Linked DNA regions of Mus musculus: region 1 is linked to region 2. A link is a contact called in public Hi-C data. All regions are on one chromosome and are shown on one strand. Each heading gives the region's core, a stretch centred on a gene start, on an enhancer-like site or on the middle of the called end of the contact. The rest is flanking DNA. Distances are from core to core; before and after follow the strand shown.

Evidence for each region. Hi-C and Micro-C count contacts between places; a contact is called where the count stands out from the background.
Region 1: a Hi-C map of muscle stem cells shows a contact between it and region 2, with 2.5 times the contacts expected there. The contact joins the promoter of Catip here to the promoter of Arpc2 in region 2. A contact is called at or near these places in 15 of 39 promoter capture datasets (the 3T3-L1 cell line, the C10 cell line, the HPC-7 cell line and 10 more), 6 of 484 Hi-C or Micro-C datasets (CD4 T cells, the N1E-115 cell line, bone marrow-derived macrophages and 3 more), 20 of 115 datasets of contacts at active chromatin or transcription factors (the 230-238 cell line, DN3 thymocytes, the HPC-7 cell line and 10 more) and 3 of 9 other capture datasets (adipose tissue, liver and pancreatic islet).

What each region holds. Positions count from the first base shown.
Region 1 is chr1:74,358,867-74,365,800 of GRCm38.p6, reverse strand. Catip (ciliogenesis associated TTC17 interacting protein) reads right to left here and starts at 3,666. Exons shown (of 10, transcript NM_001379457.1): 1 at 3,615-3,666; 2 at 3,279-3,434; 3 at 2,854-3,051; 4 at 2,494-2,549; 5 at 1,398-1,484; 6 at 1,085-1,252. The coding sequence starts at 3,639.
Region 2 is chr1:74,231,162-74,237,918 of GRCm38.p6, reverse strand. Arpc2 (actin related protein 2/3 complex, subunit 2) reads right to left here and starts at 1,402. Exons shown (of 10, transcript NM_029711.2): 1 at 1,020-1,402. The coding sequence starts at 1,093.

The DNA.
Region 1 (6,934 bases), core at 2,417-4,916, 130 kb before region 2:
AGCGCTATATATGTGTATACATATATATGTGTGTAGATGTAGATGTAGATGTGATGTAGATGGAGATGTAGATGTGATGTAGATGTAGATGTGATGTAGATGTAGATGTGATGTAGATGTAGATGTGATGTAGATGTAGATGTGATGTAGATGTAGATGTGATGTAGATGTGATGTAGATGTGATGTAGATGTAGATGTGATGTAGATGTGATGTAGATGTAGATGTGATGTAGATGTAGATGTGATGTAGATGTAGATGTGATGGTAGATGTGATGTAGATGTAGATGTGATGTAGATGTAGATGTGATGTAAATGTAGATGTGATATAGATGTAGATGTGATATAGATGTAGATGTGATGTAGATGTAGATGTGATGTAGATGTAGATGTGATGTAGATGTAGATGTGATGGTAGATGTGATGTAGATGTAGATGTAGATGTAGATGTAGATGTGATGTAGATGTAGATGTGATGTAGATGTAGATGTATACCTCTTGGGACTTGGGTTACAGAAGGTTGTAAGCTGCCATGTGGGTGCTGTGAGCTGATCTTGTGTCTTCTGCAAAACCAGTAAGTGCTCGCAACCACTGAGACATCTCTCTGCCCTCACCTTGGTTTTGAGACAGGCTCTCTCTCTCACTGGGCCCTGAGGCAGCCTGATGCACTCAGGCTGTCTTTACTGCTGCAGTTCTGGGATTATATGTGTGCAGCATTTACATGGGCTTGGGGATCAAAGTCAGAGCCTCATCATGCCCCACTGAACGTCTCTCCAGCCTTAGAAGGCAGGTGTTTAGAAAGCAGGCTTCCATGAGTCTTTTCTGTGTAGTGACCTTTATGTACAGAAGGTTGCTTCCCACCTTTTCGTTCCCACTTATCCCGGGTGCTCTGTTCTCACTCTTCTTCCTACCACGTTTGTCTAACTGCTGTTGCTCCAGTGTACTTCATTTTGCCCTCAGGACCTAGACCCAACCCACCTTGCTTACCACCCTCCCACATCACATCTGTGTTTCCCACCTCAGTGGCCTTCATGACCCTTCTAGTTCTCCCCAGGTTGATTCCTTTGCCCAGAGACAGTACTCACGTAGGTGCAATGGCAGAGCTTGCCCTCCGAGTCTAAGGCTAGGAAGCGAGCCCCACTGGGCACCGACTGCTGCCAGGCCATCACTCTCAGCAGCACCACATTGGCTGCACTGGAGACAAAGCCCTTGAATGTTTTATAGGGGAAAACAGAGACTCCGGTCTTCGTTTCCTGTTTGGGGCAGATCTTGGAGCTCAGAAGAGGCAGGAGGTGTTGGAGCAGGGTGTTGGTTATGTAAGCACCTGACCTCGCACAGCTCGTCCCTGCTGTGGTTCTGAGGATGTGGGAGGGGTTCCCACTTGGCTTTCACTCTTACCTCACCCTCCTTGACACTTCTGGTCACAACAAACTGGCCATCCTGCTTCAGGACGCTCATCTTCCTCTCCATGGGAAGGACAGGGAACTGAAGAGCAGAGCACACAGGAGAGACAATCACGTGCTCGCCCTTGAGAGGCTACCTCCCATCCTATCTTCGACGCTGTTTGTCTGTGGTTTGTTTTTCTGAGAGAAAAAAAAATAGTTCAGAATGGCCTGGAACTCCCTATGTAGCTCAGGATAGCCTTGTACTTGCAACAATTCTCCTGCCTCAGCCTCCTAAGCACTGGGATTATAGGCAAATGCAGTCAATCTTAGTTTTTTATAAACAAAATAAGACAAAAGTCCCTGTCTTGATAAATAAAAAAGATAAAATAAGACAGGCAGGCAGGCGGGCAAGCAGACAAAAAGATGAACAAAAAGCCTCATAGCCTGGTGTGGTGGTCCTCATAGCCTGGTGTGGTGGTCCAGCACTTGGGAGGGGGGTCAGGGGTTCCAAATCACCCTCAGCTACACACCATGTCTGAGGCCAGTCTAGTTATGAGACTGCCTCAAAATAGGAAGGAAGGGGAGGAGAGGGAGGAAAGGAGATCTTCCATTTATGGTGGAAGTCAGAAATAGGCCCATAGTATGTAATAGGAAAGATGAACAGCTGTAAACCTCAGAACGGAACACAGGCTGGAAGCTGGGAACAGATTCTCTGAGAAGGCTGTTAGGCCCAAGTCATCTCCCATGTTTAGACAGGGCATGGCCCCACAGAGGAAGTTTCTGAAGGGACTGGGTGAAGAGGATAGAGCCAGATTTGGAGGCTAAATAGTGACAGGCTCTGGGAAAGGTCAGGTCACGTGGCTCTGGGAAGTGGACCAGGCTTTCAGGCCGGAGGAGGCCAGTGGGCTGGGCTCGGTTTGTGCATCCAGACAACATCAGCAGCAGTAATGGAGGTGACTGGTTATCAAACCAACCGTGTGTGGTGCAGGTTCGGGCTGGTGGGATATGGGAGTGTGATATTCTCCAGAGGTCCCTCCCACCCTCGTAAAGCCCATGTTCTGGCTTACCCTGGAGCAGGGGCAAGGCTGGGGGAGGCTGGGAGTAAATACCTTGATGAACTCCTGACTGTGCTGTTCCATCAGCTCCAGATTGTTGTTTAGGTAGCCTGGGGTACAGGGAGGCACTGATGTCATAGGATGGACGCTAGGGAACGGGCTGGCCCAGGCTGGGGCAACGTGGCCATGGGAAAATGACAGGGTGGTCAACACTGTTCTTGTCCTGGGTATGTGACTGGGAATGACCTCCCCTCCTCCTCCCTCTCCTCTCCCCCTTCCTCTTCTTCCCCTCCCCCAGGCTTTACCCTCTCCCAGGTAAGTCAAGGGGCAGGTCCCAATTAAGGACCTATGGATTGGAATGGGGGTGGGGCGTGGAGAGAAGATGTGAGGGACAGGCAGCAGTCAGGGCTGTACCTAGGAGGGAGCTCCCACACAGCGATTTGTCTAGGAAGCCGCGGCTAGAGGCGTGGACCAGTAGACAGTGGGTCAGGATCCCTATGTCGTCCTTGTACTTCCCCCTCTGCACCTCAATGGTCAGTTCTCCCTGAGGTTCCCCTGTGTCTGAGAGGATGGCCAGAGTCTCCGGGAAGAACAGGAGCATATCCTCCAGCCCTGGGTGGTGCAGAGAAGCTGTCTCTCCAGGCCCAGCCTCTAGACCCCACACCACCCACTCACCCCTTGTCACGTCTCCCATCTCCTAACCAGCCCCGTCACTCCTCCTTGTCATCACTCGGTGCCAGCTGGTAAAGCTCTCCCCGACAGGCTTGTCCCTCCATGTTCATTAGCAAACAGGTCTTTTCTGAATCTCAAGAGGATCGGGTGGAGAGAGAGACTTGTACCTCTCCTCCCCACGCCTGCCCCACCATCTGGCTCACAGAAGGAGTTGAGAAAGCTGATGGCTTCAGCATTGGCTTCTGGGAATGGCTGCTGCTGCTGCCGCTGCTGCTGCTGTTGCTGCAGCTGGCCTAAGTGATGCTGGTCCTTGGCTTTGGAAACTACAAGAGGAAGAAAAAGCTAATAAGTCAGACTCTAGAGAAAAGGGTAGAGTAGGTAGGGATACCTGGTTCTGATCCCCATCCCCAAAAGTTAAATTTGCGAAGACCACACTTTGGTGGGTTTGCAAGGGACAAATACCCCTTCTCCCTCCACCCACAGACCAGAAGTCCATTCCTCACCAGTGGGGGAAACTTTGGAAGACATTTTATTGAGGCTAGTCAGTCTGTGACTAGTAGTCTCCATGGCAACCAGAAAGCTAGGTACTGCCTCTTAAAGGGCAATCAACCCACTTTACTGAACCTAGATTTGTCAAGCTTTGGGGCTCAGCCCAAGCTTAAGAGGTTGTCCAGCAGAGGGAGCCTTTGACATTCTTAAGAGGCTGAGGGAAAGCAGGTCTTTACAACTTCCTTGGGAATTCATGGACGAAGGGGGCTAGAGAGGTGGCTCAGCGGTTGAAAGCAGTGGCTGCTTTTCCAGAGGGCCTGGGTTTGAATCCCAGCACTCACAAGATGGCTCACAACTGTCTCTAGTTCTGTAGGATCCAACACCCACTTCTGGACTCCATGGATACCAGAGACATACATGGCACACACACAAACATCCAACAAAACACCCAAATATATAAAATATAATAATAATAATAATAATAATAATAATAATAATAATAATAATAATAATAATAATAATACAAAGAAGTAGTAGACTAAACCAGAAGTAGTGACTTGTGCCCATAAACCGGGCACTCATGACTCCTGGGCCGGACCTAGGCTCACACACAGAATCCACTTCAAGGTTGGACAACTGTCTTTGTGTGCTACAGTCCCAATAAAAACAGTCTCCTATCTCCTGAGCCTCAGGTTCCCATTCATTGCCTTTACGATGGTGGGAAAGCCTTCGCACTCAGTAGAAACTGTTTCTAATTCCCAGGTTCACCAAGGCTGTTCATCTTCTTTTCTGCAAGCTGCAACTTTCAGAGGGGCCTCTGTGACTCACCTATGAGCTTGGATGCCTCCTCATCTTACTGGGACTGTCATCATTGAGGCATGTAGGCATAATGATGGTCACGCTGAGAGGGACAGCAAAGTCTTTTCTCTTTTGTCTTTTTTGTTTTCCTTTTTGGTTTTTCTTTTTTCTTTTTGATTTTTTCAAGACAGGGTTTCTCTGTGTAGCCCTGGCTGTCCTGGAACTCACTCTGTAGACCAGGCTGGCCTCGAACTCAGAAATCCTCCTGCCTCTGCCTCCCAAGTGCTGGGAACTTTCTTTGTTTTTAAAGATTTATTATTATATCTAAGTACACTGTAGCTGTCTTCAAATGCACCAGAAGAGGGCGTCAGATTTCATTATGGATGGTTGTGAGCCACCATGTGGTTGCTGGGATTTGAACTCAGGTCCTTCGGAAGAGCAGTCAGTGCTCTTAACCACTGAGCCATCTCTCCAGCCCCTTGTTTTGTTGTTTTGAGACAGGGTCTTATATATCCCAGGCTGACTTCAAACTTAATGAAGCAGAGAATGACCTTAAATTTCTGACCTTCCTGTCTCTTTCTCCTGAGTCCTACAATTACAGGCAGGCGTGTGCCACCATTCCCAGGTTATGAGGCACTGGGGGAATCGAGCCTAGGGCTTACTATGTGGCTCAGGCTGTCCTAGAGATAGTTATTCTGCCCCTGCCTTCCGAGTTTTGGGATCACAGGTGTGCACTACCATGCTTGGCTGATGTAGGCTATGACCTCATATGGAGGTAATATGTGGGTTTTATGGAGAAGAAAACTAAGGCAAAGAGAGGCTAACTGGCTTCACTCGTCACACAGCTAATCCTTCACAGCCAAGACTTGACCAGAGGCAGTCAGACTGAGTCTGCATTCAGGCAGCAGCTGGATAGGATGGTGCTGGGTTGTGATTCTAGCACTTGGGAGGGCTGGGCAGGAAAATCAGAAGCCCAGGTCATCCTCAGCTACGTATTGAGTTTGAGGCCAGTGGGTTGCAATGCGACTCTGTCTCAAAAACTGAAAATAAAACCAGGAAGTGGTGATGTACACCTTTAATCTCAACACTCAGAGGCAGAGGCAGGGGATCTCTTTGAGTTTGAAGCCAGTCTGATCTACAGAGTGAGTTGCAGCATAGCCAGGGCTACACAGAGAGACCCTGTCTTAGAAAGAATTAAGCAGCAAGGAAGTAATAGGTGGTAGAGGAATGGGTGGGAGAGGAGTGGGTGGTAGGCGATGCCGTGAATGGAAACTTCTGGTTAACAGCACCTGAAGTGATTAAATACAGACTTGGAGGAGTGGCTACAGGACTCATACATTTGATTTGTACTCATGCTGTGGACACTTGATCGCCATCTGGGCATGTTGGAGTTGATGTTATGTCTAATACACACAGTTCAATATGATAGCCAGGACCTCAGAAAATTTCTTGACATGAGCTAGCCTTAGACACTGAAGGGTTATTCCAACTCATACTCATCCCAGTTAGGATAAAGCTCCTCCATATTACATTTTAGAATCCATTACATTTGTTGCATTTATTTGTGGAGGGGGAGGGGTGCACCACACTGCACGTATCTGGAGCTCAAGGACTTCTGGGAGTTAGTTCTCTCTGTGTGAGTCCTGGGGTGTCAGGCTTGGTGGCAGGTGCCCCTATCAAATGAGCCATTTTGCTGGTCGTTTTGTTTTCTTCAGACAAGGTTTCTCTATGTGGTCCTGATAGACACTAGCCATTTATGTTTTTATTTTTATTTTTTCTTTGTTTTTTGAGACAGGGTTTCTCTCTATAGCCCTGGTTGTCCTGGAACTCACTCTGTAGACCAGGCTGGCCTTGAACTCAGAAATCTGCCTGCCTCTGCCTCCTGAGTGCTGGGATTAAAGGCATGCACCACCACTGCCCGGCTGACACTAGCCATTTTTAAAATTACATTTTTAGCTAGGCATGGTAGTATATATCTTTAGGCCCAGTATTCAAGAGGCCAACCTGGTCATCACAGGGACTTCCAGGACTAGCCAGGGCTATAGTTTGAGATTATTCCTAAAAAAAAAAAAAAAAAAAAAAAAAAAATTAATTAAAAAAAAAAATAAAAAGGCAAACCCTATTGCTTTCATAATATAAATGTATATAATGTTAGAAAAAAAATCTTCCTTCTTAGTCTATTGAGTGCTGGGATTATAGGCATGTACCAAGACACTTCTTTTTAAAGACAGGGCATCATGTGTCTCAGGTTGAACCAAAGTGCTTTCTGTAGTTGTGAATCCTGTGGAATACCTGATCCTCCTGACTCTGTGTCCTGAATACCGGGACTAGAGGTGTAGACCACCATGCTTGGCTCACGAGACATTGGGGATTCATGAATGTAAGGCTTCCCTTCCAGCCCCTAAATTGATTTGGTTATCAGAATAAAGTTAAAGGGACAAGGAGCTGCTATGGATATGGCGCAGGGGTACAGCCTGGTCTACAAGCCACAGCCTCTAGGATGATCCCCGCCATGTCTAAGAAACAAAGAAATAAA
Region 2 (6,757 bases), core at 153-2,652:
GAAAACAGCCTGCACTTATTTCCTAACTGTGAAACCAAAATGTGAAGCCCCACCTTTACCAATGAGGAAATGAGGCAAAGGAATGGCCACAGGCCACCATAAATTAGAACCTAAAACCCAATTCCTCTGCTCAGGTTTTAAATATATTAGAGAGGCAACGCGGCTTTAAGGGAGGAGTTTGCTTTTTTGTGTATGACAGAGAGGGCTGGAAATACGTCCCATATATTAAGATGCTGATGTTATAAATGGTTATCTTAAGAACTTTATAGATTCTGGGAGCAGAAGCAGCTATTAACCCAGTCGGCATTACTACAGAAGAAATCAAAGACCGGGGTCTTTGATAAGAATTTAAGACACACAACCAATAAGTAAATAGAGCAAGCTTGTCTCGAGAGCTAAAGAGAGTGTGGATGGAGAACCGTTGGCTTTGCCTAAAGGATATATAACAAAATGGCTAGTTTCACAGTAGGTTAGAGATTTTTTTTACCCCCCTAGCAGCCTGGGTCTGCTTTCAGTCTTGCCTCCTGCTTTTCCTGGGGTCTCGAGAGATGGGGGTGGGGAAGCAGAATGCTGGTGGCGATCTGGGCCTACACGTTCTTCCCACCTCGCCCTGGGAATTCCTGAAAACTCCATTCAATCCAGCTTCCCCAAAAGGGTCTCTCTGGGTTCGGTACAATGACGGAAAAGACAGAGGGAAGTGCACCCCTCTCTTCCCCCCTGAGGACCGTAGGCTCTCGGGCGTGACTTCTGGCCTCGGCTGCCCTCACGTCCTACAGGTCTCCTGTTCTCTGGCACGCCTTGCCCCTGTCCTCTCGCTGCTTCCGCATCCCTATCTCAGCCTCTCCCCACGCATCTCAGGCCCTCGGCTCACCGCGCCCCGTGGCTTCCCACGTCCATCCTGCCAGGGAAACCCTGAAGCCGCGCCAGGTTCCCGATTTGTCCCCCTCTAGGGCTGGGGAGCTGGACGCCACCCGGGATTTAGCTGGGGTCAACTCGGCCTCCTCCCGGCGTGCGCTTACCCGGCGGCCGCGTTCTCGAACTTGAGCGCGAGCGTCTCCTCGATGATGCGGTTGTTCACCTCCAGCAGGATCATGGCGGCGGCTGCCCCGGGCAGGGGAAGGAGAAACAAGGGCGGTGAGGGTGGGCAATCGAGGGTAGGACGGAGGGAGCGGCCCCGCTGCCCCTGACGAGGGGGGCTGGGTGCGGTAGGTGAGGGGAGAAGGGGACGGGGAGCGGGGTGGGGAGAGGCGGACACACGCGCTGGCCCGGCACGCGCTGCCTGTAGCAGGCAGCCACCACCCGACCGACCTGGCCCCCGAAGCTTCAACCCGCCTGCCGAGCCGCCGCCGCCTCCGCCGCCGCCTTACTTGACGATCCCGGTCCCCGCCCAGCCCCCGGCTCCAGCCGGCCACTTCCGCTCTCACACCCACTTCCGCTCGCCGCCCGCACGCGCGGCCCCGCGGCGCCATTTCCGCTTCGACCTCGCGCGTGCACTCGCCCGCAAGCGCGTCCCGGTGAGGAGGCAGGCAGAGGGCATGCGTGCGCATGCGCCACACGCCGCCCCGCTCCTCCTGACCAGGAGAGTCCTACGCTCACCTGTCATTCCCCGTTGTCCGTACAATCCACCTGCCCCTTTCGCGAATATTCCAGAAGCCTGATTCCACCCTTCCGATATTATTTCAGAAGCCCCCTTAAGAAGCTTGTTTGGGGTGGGGGGGATCCCTTGCTTCCAACTTGTGGGTGCTTTTTGCTCATTCCGTGCTTAGGGCTACCCTGCAGCACCGTTGTGCCTATTCTTCGCCAGCGACTGTTTAGTGGCCATCTCTCCTTCCCAGGGATACAGTGATTAATGCAATAGATGAGGACTTGACCTTCTAAAGCTTATGGTCTGCTAAAAGAAACGCAATAAAAGCCCGGCGTGGTGGCGCACGCCTTTAATCCCAGCACTCAGGAGGCAGAGGCAAGCCTGGTCTACAAAGTGAGTTCCAGGACAGCCAGGGCTATACAGAGAAACCCTGTCTCGAAAAACCAAAACCAAAAAAAAAAAAAAAACAAAAACAAAAAACCAACAACAACAAAAACGCAATAAATTCCACGTTGTTATTGGGCAATAAAGGAAAGGAATCCAGATGGGCCTTAGGGATTCCTGTCATACCTTTATTTCTTTGCTTAAGTGCCGCCACCGCCACCTGTCCTTTCAGCTTGGGTACCATGTTTCCACTTTTTTCTCTTCCAGGAACAATTTTAATTAAGCCTCTTCTCCATGCAATAAAAAAAAAAATTTTGTTTGATATTGATCAGAGGACACCTTTTGGTAGTCAGTTCCCTTCTCTCTCCAACACATGGATCCTGAGAATTGAACTCAGGTCATCGGGCTTAACAACAGGCACAACTTGCTGAGCCACGCCCTGGCCCTGTTTGTCCAGATTTTTGAAAGAGGGACTTGCTCTGTAGCTCTGGCTAGCCTTGAACATGTATTGGTGTCTCCAAGTTCTGGGATTCTCAGTTCACACCAATATGCCTTTCTTACTTCATTTCAGTTGTCTCTAAAAAAATCTTTTTTGCTGCTTGTGGTGAGGCATACTTTTAATCCTAGCACTCGGGAGGTGGAGACAGGCAGATTTCTGTGTGTTCCAGGCCAGTCTGTTCTACACAGCAAGTTCCAAGCAAGCCAGAACTGCATGGTGAGACCTTGTCTCTTGTCTCAAAGCAAATGAACAAATATGGAATTCTAAGATTTATTATTATAGGGAGAGTACATGTGCATCGTGGTTGTTGAGTGGAGGCTGGAGGACAGCTTTTGGACATTGGTTATCTTCTTCCACTGTGGAATCCTGGGATGAAAGTCAGGTCATCAGCCTTGCCTAGCAAGTACTTTACCTGCTGAGCCATCTCTCAAACCCCAAAGCACAAATGTGTATGCTAAGCAATAGAGTCCCACTAGCTTTGCTAAAGATGACACCTACGACGTGTCTAATCTTTGCCTGAGTTATTATTTTTTTTTCAAGAAGTTGACAACAGCATCGTCTTTCTCACACTGAGGCCATAGGCCCCTCAGGTTTAGGCAGGTTTCTGACAGCTGACCTGTCACCTACAGAGGGACAAGACTCCACCCTTAGAAGGTATTTGTGCTGCCCTTTTCTGAGCATGCACAATCTGAAGAGAAGTAAAGTTTGCTTTGGAAAGCACAGCCTACCGGTTCTTACTTGCTTTTTCTTGCTTGAGTCACCTTAGCCCAATCCTTAGACTACTTCCTTCCTTATTCCATAAATATCCCTGAGATCCCTCTTCTGGACTCCACACTGGGTTGCCCAAGGAACAGATTTTAGCAAATAAGGCCATTCAATGACTGATATACTGCGAAATGAGCAAATATGGACCCGATTTGGTCAGAACACCTACAAACATTGCCTGTATCACCTTACCCCAAACATCCCATTCCACAGCACAATTGTTTAGAAGGAATAAAAGTCTTTAAAGCAGGACATGGTGCCTATGCCTCAGTCTTCAGAAGCTGACCAGGAGGATCATGGTGAGTTTGAGTCTACCCTGGGCTAAGAAGTAAGCTCAGGACAGCTTGGGCTGCTGTGTGAGAAACCTGCCCCCAAATCAGTAACAACAAACAAACAAATATTTTAATTATACAATTTGAATATATGTATGTGTGTGTGTGTGTGTGTGTGTGTGTATTTGACATGTTTTCAGATATGTCTTTCAAAGTAACAGGAAGGATATGAAAAGTGTGATCATGTGCCATTGTGTGAATAAGTGTGATTCACAGGCCTGTGTGCATGTATGCACACCACATCCACATGTGCGCCTATTGGAAACACTGGAACTGAAGTTACAGATGACTGTGAGCCACCATATGGGTGCTCTGGTCTTCTGCAAGGGCAACACATGCCCTTAACTGAGCCTCAGTCTTCAGAGCCTTCTCTAGCCCCGAAATCCGATTTCCTGTGGGCAGCGGATAAACTTTACGATATTACAGACATTTTCTACCACAACATTCAAACATTTGAACATTAATGTTTTTTAACTAAAACAATATGCATACAGTTTTAAATGTGTATATAAAGGAAGGGCTATAACTCTGTTGGTAGCATACTTTCTTAACATTCACAACATCCTGGATTCATCCCCAGCACTGAGCCTGGTAGCAGTAACTATAATCTCAGCACTCAGGAGGTAGAAGGATGACAACAGAAGTTTTAGGTTCACTTTGACTATGCAGCAAGTTTAGACTATTCTGATCCTTAGTATGTATTTGTACTGGATATTGGAGTGTGAAAAGATTTGTCATTATCATTTTGATTTTTATTTATATGAGTACACTGCAGCTGTCTTCAGACATACACTAGAAGAGTGTATTGGATCCCATAACAGATGGTTGTGAGCCACCATGTGGTTGCTGGGATTTGAACATATGACCTCCGGAAGAGCAGTCAGTGCACTTAACCACTGAGCCATCTCACTAGCCCTCCTACAGGATTTTTAAGCCTAAAATCCACAAACATCTTTGTCAAGTTATTCCACCAATCAGGATTTAGGGATAAGGGATTTCCTTAGAAACAAGTCTTTGTTATAAACTTCTCCTGCTCTTATTGGTTGAGGTATTCAACTGTGGCAGGGGACTTGCTTTATCTAATACTCAGGTTCTAACTTGTTTCCAGGAAGGGACTTGTATAATATTCACAGGATGTCAGTTACCCACTTACATGTTTTTTTCTAGCTAAGTAGGATGTCAGTTCCCAGGGAGGTCTTGGAAGCGTCAAGTTTACTCTACCCCTACTCAAAATGGAAGTCTTATTCCAAATAGTTTCTTATATTGGTGCAGATGTCTGTCTCAGGCTGTGGTCCAAGCTTAGTGTGGGTAACTATACAAACCAGTTCTACTGACTTCTATCGTGCTTGGTTTCCAAGGGTACAGAACATAACAGAATATGGAATCAATTTGGGCATGAGAAAGTTCCCTAGTAACAGCAGAAACAGCATATGAGAGAGTTTACTTATAACAGTAGTAACAGCACAAAATGTCAGGCTAGTCAGGTAACAGCTACCTAGGCCTTAACATTCCATATAGGCCTTAATATTTTACCTAGGCCTTAACAGGTACCACACATATGTAGTACACATACACGAAGGCAAAACACTCATACACATAAATCTAAAAAAAAAATCCTTAAAGTTTTGTTTTAATATAATCCATGTGTGTGTGTGTGTGTGTGTGTGTGTGTGTGCGCGCATGGGGAGGTCAAAAGGTCTCCACCATTTTTGGAAGTCCGTTTTCTTCTTCCACGGTCTGTTCCTGGAGTCAAAGCCAGCTCATTAGGGGCTTACATGACAATCACTTCTACCCACTGAAGCATCACTCCCTGTCTGAGTAATCATTCTGTTGCTGTGAAGAGGCACCATGGCCATGCCGCTATCATAAAGGAAAGCATTTAATGGGGCTTGCTTACAGTTTCAGAGGTTTAGGCCATTGCCATCTGGCAGGGACCATGTCAGCATGCAGGCAGACATGGTGCTGGAGCATAGCTGAGAGCTCTGCATCCAGATTCTTAGGCAGCAGGGAGAGAGAGACGCTAGGTTTGGCTTGGGCTTTGGAAACCTCAAAGCCCACCTGGTCAACCTGGTCTACAGAGTGAGTTCCAGGACAGCCAGGGCTACACAGAGAAACCTGTCTCAAAAAATAAACAAATAAACAAACAAACAAACACCCCAGATAGTATGAAATTTAATTTTTCAATTTTTTGCTTTTAATATTTATTGTACTATATTGTAGTTCCTGTTTTTGGATTTTGGGTCTTTTTCTTTTTTCTCTTTCTTTTCTCTTCTGGTTGGATTATTAATAGATACGCCACAGGGCATTATCAGTGTTCTGATAAGCACTCAGTTCAGAAAGGATTGAACTACATCCAGTTATATGTCTTTCATTAAGGGTCCTGTGATAGGTTGTGTATGTATGTAGCCCTGCATGCACAATGCCCTGGGTTTGACTCCCAGGATCCCATTGAAACCTGATGTTTTGGCAATCCCAACACTTGGGAGGTATAAGGCATGAGAAGTTCAAGATCACCCTCAGTAACATAGCCAATTCAAGGCCAGTATGGTCTATAAGAGACTTTGTCTCAAACAAACAAACAAACAAACAAACAAACAGGACAAAACAATCCTGTGAAGTCAATGGGGGAAGGGGGAGATGACACAACATATTCCTGTGATTCCAGCATTCCAGAGGAGGAGGTTAGAGAATCAGGAGTCAAAGGTCATCTTCGGATCCATAATAAGTTTGAGCTGCATGAAGCTGGATTACATAAAACTGTCTCAAAAAAAACAAAACAAGAAGACTCCTAGAATAGCATGCCTTTTTTTTTTTCTTGAGAAGTGTAGGACTAATGGGCTTCATTGTATAGTGCTCTGATAATATCCTCCATGTTGAGAGCCAGCATGGGGCATTGGGAGTCACTAGGAGACTATTTGAGGCTTAGAAATTTGATTGCTGCGAAATACCTAATAAAAAATGGAAAAAAAAAAAAGAAAGAAAGAAAGAAAGAAAGAAAGAAAGAAAGAAAGAAAAAACACTTAAAAAAAAAAAAGAAATTTGATTGCAAGCACTGAATGGCTTGCTAAGGATGAGAGAATGTTTTGAGCCCCAGCAGCCTTGTGCCTCCTACTGCCTTCTACTGGGCTATGGTCTATGCAGATAATATAATCTCCAGTGGTGGGAATGGAGGAAGGGGTGGGTGTGGAATGG